Linked DNA regions of Gossypium hirsutum: region 2 is linked to region 1. A link is a contact called in public Hi-C data. All regions are on one chromosome and are shown on one strand. Each heading gives the region's core, a stretch centred on a gene start, on an enhancer-like site or on the middle of the called end of the contact. The rest is flanking DNA. Distances are from core to core; before and after follow the strand shown. Region 1 holds the start of LOC107945717 (mitogen-activated protein kinase kinase kinase 20). Region 2 holds the start of LOC107945719 (protein RALF-like 34).

Region 1 (2,700 bases), core at 199-2,698:
GACTACTTTTGAAACTACAAGTCTTAAAAGCTTTGGATTACTCAAGTCAATTGTTAAAATTTCAAACCTCAAAAATGCTGTCGATGAACAATTTACCCATAAAATTCTTTACAACTCGGGTTGGCCTATACAAAATATTTGGCTATTTGTGTAGCCAATCGCAACTCTTCTTCATCAGCAAAAAGATTAAAAAAAAATGTCAGTCAAATCTCTGTTTTCTTCCTCTAATCATTTACAATAAAGATCACCACCAATTGGATCAAGGCCGTCAGATTTGATTAAGGATAATTAAACAACTTTTCTCACGGTGATCCAGCTCTCTGAAACTAACCAACTGGGTGCCTCATCACAAGCCAATTCACGAATCCGATCCGAAGTTGATAAACTGTGACTGGAAAACGAATACCCGATCCTTGAATTTTCTTGGAAAATCGATTGAGAAGAAGCTGTTGATTGAGTTGAAACCCAGTCTGGGAAATCGAAATGGCATCTCGGTGATTCTGAAAGTTCATCAAAATAACAATTTGGAGACGTTGATTCTTCTTCTTCACCAGCCATTAAAGGATGATGGAGGAGCATCTCAGCCGTCCATCTGTTGTCGGGATCCTTAACGAAGCATTTTCCAAGAAAATCTTTTCCTTCCTCCGATAACTCTTGAGGGATTCCGGGCAATTCATCACCAACCCCAATTCGAATCAACAAAGCAGCCAGGTTGGTTCCTGGTTTGAAATTCCAGGCTGGTTTCCCAGTAAACATCTCAACAATGGCGCATCCAAGTGCCCATATATCCACTGCTGAATCATAATCGTTTCCATTAACAGACTCTGGTGCGATATTCAAAGGAGTTCCCCTGATTTCCATCCTCCCCTGTTTTTCTCCTCTTCTCTTTGCTAATCCAAAATCAGCTATCTTCACATCGCCATTCCCAAACAAAAGAATATTTTGAAGCTTAATATCACAGTGAGCGAACCCTTTGGCGTGAACGAAGCTTAGCCCTCTAAGTATGGACCTAACGTATCTTCTAACATCGGGTTCCGTCAAGTTTCCACCATTTCTCTTGACCTGATCGGCCAAGCTTCCTTTCTGAGCGTACTCCAAGAACAGATTATAAACCTTCTCCCCATTCTCAACAGTGTAATCGTCACCAAAGCAACGGATGATTTGCGGGCAAAAACCAAGTTGATCAAACACTTCCTTCTCGTTCTTGAGAGAAACAGAGTCGATGGTTGCACAAGACTTAACAGCCATTAAAGGATATTTTGGAAAATATTTTCCAGGAGCCACCAAATTCACAGTGCCGAAACTTCCACATCCAATCCTATCCCCGCGAACCCACTCCATTTGAACCTCAGTTTTCCCAGTTTGGGTTTAGGAAGAATGGAAGGATGTTTTGTTTCTTTGAGAGAAAGAAAGGAATGCAAATTAAGGGTACGCAGGGCATTATGGTGGCGCAATGTCTTTTTATATATATACACTACCACTAGGAGAAGGATTTAAAAAAAAAAAAATTAGAGGGTTTATTAATTAAGTACGAGTTTTCATTTTCTTATAATTAATGCACGTGATGTTTTTTTTTCTTCTTCTTTAATTTGATTTCCCAAATTTTGAATATGAAAAAATAGCTTAACCCCGGTCTTTAAAACATGGTTGATGTGGAGAATCCATAAATCTTTTTTTACTAACTACGTGGATCCCCAACTATTGTTTCTTACAAAATTTTAAGGGTAAATTACACCAACAATCTCTTAACTTTGAGATACCTGAGAAAACAGTTACTCTAGTTTCAATTCAGTCACTCAACTTTTGAAAAATGACAAAACAGTTATTATCATTACAGACGTAACAGAAAGCTGAGGTGGCCTGTTAACTTGCCATGTTGGCATCCCAAGTGGAAACGACGAAAAAGAAAAAGAAAAAACCACATCTGAAAAAGGAAAACAGTGGGGAAGCAAAATATGAAATGGGAGACCCAGATCTGAAAGCTTTACACCATTTCGTTAACTTGTAGTATTTGGCTAGAACAAAAAAGAAAAAAAAATAGTGGGGAAGCAAACAATGAAAGGAAAGACCCAGATCTGAAAGCTCTTTTTTTCTTCTTTGTGTTGAGTGTTTTTCTTTTTCACCTTACTTGTTTCTTACGCAGAAAAGAAAGGAGAAGACAATAAAAAGAAATTGAAACCAAAATTAAGATTTAGAAAATGGTAAAATACTAAAAACCCATATCTTTCTCTCTTTCTCCCGCTTTATTCTTCTTATTGTCCTCCAATCTTTGTTTTTTGTTCTAGTTACTTATGTATTGTTATTGACCAAAATTAGGCAGAGAAGGCTTTTTATTTATTTTTGGTGATTTAGTATTTCATAAATCTGTGGGACAAAGTTTAACCTTGGAAAAATTAGTGAAGTATATATTTGGTTGTGCAAGTGTTGGGGGAGGTTGAAATTTATCCACAACAACATCAATTAAGGGAAGAAGAAGAAGAATATTGGGGAAAAAATATTAACCCATTTTAATGGTGGTGCAAGTGGTGGTGGCTGGAGCACTTGTCCTTGGTGCTGTTAGTTTGTTTGTAGGGTCATTAGAGACTTTGAGAGGGATTTTACAGTCTCTTCTTCTTCTGTTATTAGGGTTTTTTTTTTCAATTTCTTCTTAAATTGGGTGGGTTTTCACTGTGGACATCCAACATGGCTAGTTAACTAGCC
Region 2 (2,700 bases), core at 104-2,603, 130 kb after region 1:
TTTAGCTTTTATTACTTATCTATAAATTTTTTATCATGCAACAATTTTTTATAATGATTAATATTTAAAAAATATAAATTATGTAACTGTGTAACATGATATAAAGAATCACAATATAATTACACTCTATTAATCAAATAAATTTAAAAAATTATTATTTTTTATAATTACAACCTAATGTATTTTTATTCAAATAGTTTGTACTGTCGATGTAAATGCCCAAGAGACAATGGGTAACAAAATTCTTAATTGTATTACGCCACGTAACAATGTTGATCACACTGAAAAAAGCAAAGGACTTGTTTTAAAATCTATATTAATTTATTAAAATTTATGTAAATGTAAATCTTATTTAGTATGTTTGTGACAGCAAAAAGTTACCCAAAAGTAGTAGTTTAACCAAAGTAGTTTTAAGTAATATATGAAACGATGAAATTCACAATGATATAGACATACGGTAACTACCATAACCATAACCTTAAAAGTATCTTAACCAAATCACACATCATAGGTTCATAATTACATTGCTAATCCACACATTAAACCAAGAAACAAAAACTCACAAAAATGGCAAAACCCGAAACCTCAACACTCAATTCCTCCATAGTTCTCACAAAATACACATTAAAATATTACAAACCCAAAGCATCCACTAAAAAGAAAAAGAAAAAAGAAAAACTCATCTCCTGCAGCGGGTAATCCTGGAGCATCCTCTAGAGTAAGGGTGGACTGATCCATGTGCCTTGAAACAGTTGTTGGTATAATAAGACCTTCCTGATCTTGGGGGACATGGGATTCTATTAGCAGAAAGCGCCGAGTACGAAATGTAATACCTCATTCTCGTCCAAAACAAGGATCTACGACTATGCCCAGTTTCCTCTTCACCATCTACCTCTTCTTCACCTTCATTGTCGTTTAAGTCACTGTAAAGTGACACAGAAAGCGGCCATTCCAAAGCATCTCTCATCAGCTTCAAGCTTGTCTCTTCAACTTGGGCATCCACTTTCGATCCCCACAACACAATGTAAGAGATGAAAAGGAGCAAAAGGAGCTTGCTGAGAAGTGAAGAAGAAGCCATTGTCAGTAACAAGTTGCTTGCAAGGAGAGTTTTGGATGAAGAAGAGAATAATTGAAGTGGTTTTCGTTTTGGGGTTCGGTTTAAGGGGACAGATGGGGTCACAATCAGCACAGAGATGATTGATTTACAGCTGTGCTTTCAATCGATGCCCTCCATTACCGCGTGCTTCGGTTCTTGAGCCAATCAAATGGAATTGATCGTGTTCTGTGTGGTAGCATTCCATGGTTTTAGATTGGCTTTTGCCGTTGATTTTGTGATGTTTGTGGGTGCATTATTGGCTCAATCAAGGTCGTTTATGTATTATGTTTATGATAGGGGGACATGGTGCACATGCGATGGAGGGGATGATGGAGATGGACGCGGCTGGCCGCTAGCCTGACGTGGTCGAACTACATTGGGCCCCTTGATTCTCTTTACAATTTTTTTCTCGAAATGTAATTTTGTTGCAATTAAAGGGTTAATCTTTAATTAGGCTTATAAGCATTTTTTTTAAATTAGGTAAATAGGTTTTTTTTAGATAGAAATAGAAATTACATTCAGTTGTGTGCGTTTTCCTTCGACGATCAAATCCACTATCTCTTTGAACATTGGTTGTGTAACGATAAAAAATTTAAAAGGGGCAATGATCATTCTTTTTACCGATAAATACGCCTCAAATTTATTTATTTTTCACTCATATTCTATTCTCTCAATTCTTATTTATTTTTCACTCATATTCTATTCTCTCAATTCTTTCTAATTTCCTAATTCTCTCAACTTTCTCAATTTTCTCAAGTTCTTGTTCTAAATTTTTCAATATTCTCGTTTAAAAATATTAGTTTTTTTTTAATTATTATGTATTTTATTCGTTCGGATTAAGTTTTCACGAATAGCAACCTTTCTAATTCGTTTCGATGACAATCACATTTCTGTCACTTAAGCAGTAATGGTAAGATGAAAATTTAATTTTCGTTATTTTCGATTAAGTTAAATTTAAATTATTTTTTTTCAATTGAAATATTTTTTATCATTATAAATAAACGGATGATCGTGTTTTGGAGGCGTTCATACATAATTTGACAAAGCCTCTGATCACTGAAATTTGTGGTTACTTGCAAGAGGCAGAATTCTTGCATACGTCTCATATGCTTGGGGGCTACAAACTCGATCCTAGACTCATCAGCGCGTTGGTGGAAAGATGGAGGCCCAAGACACACACTTTCCATCTTCCATGTGGCGAGTGTACAATCACACTAGAGGACGTGGTGTTACAATTCAGTCTACCGATGGATGGGTCAGTCGTCACGGGAGCAACGGTCGTTCCTGGTAAAGAGGATCCCTGCACTGCATTATTGGGGAAGGTCCTGAACAAGTTTGATGGTGACCGGATATCGATGAATTAGTTGGCGAAAAATTTCGATAAGCTTCCTCTACACGCGACTGAGGTTGTCAAAGAATAATACGCCCAAGCATTCATCCTTCAATTAATCAAGGGCATTTTAATGCCCGACAAATCTCGAAATTTGGTACACATAAGGTGGCTATTACACTTAGTAGACTTCAAAGAATGTAGACAAATGAGTTGGGGATCAACCGTGTTGGGCACATTGTACCGAGAGTTGTGTCGGGCTATAACATCGGAT

The links. A called contact is a pair of places that touch in the nucleus more often than the background predicts.
Region 2: a contact with region 1 is called in a Hi-C map of hypocotyl, with 3 times the contacts expected there. The contact joins the promoter of LOC107945719 here to the promoter of LOC107945717 in region 1. A contact is called at or near these places in 11 of 34 Hi-C or Micro-C datasets (callus, hypocotyl, leaf and 1 more).

Annotation. Positions count from the first base shown.
Region 1 is chrD12:30,774,246-30,776,945 of Gossypium_hirsutum_v2.1, forward strand. It overlaps LOC107945717 (mitogen-activated protein kinase kinase kinase 20), which reads right to left and starts at 1,449. Exons shown (of 1, transcript XM_016879814.2): 1 at 1-1,449. The coding sequence starts at 1,341. The coding sequence ends at 289.
Region 2 is chrD12:30,907,595-30,910,294 of Gossypium_hirsutum_v2.1, forward strand. LOC107945719 (protein RALF-like 34) reads right to left here and starts at 1,354. Exons shown (of 1, transcript XM_016879819.2): 1 at 454-1,354. The coding sequence starts at 1,078. The coding sequence ends at 680.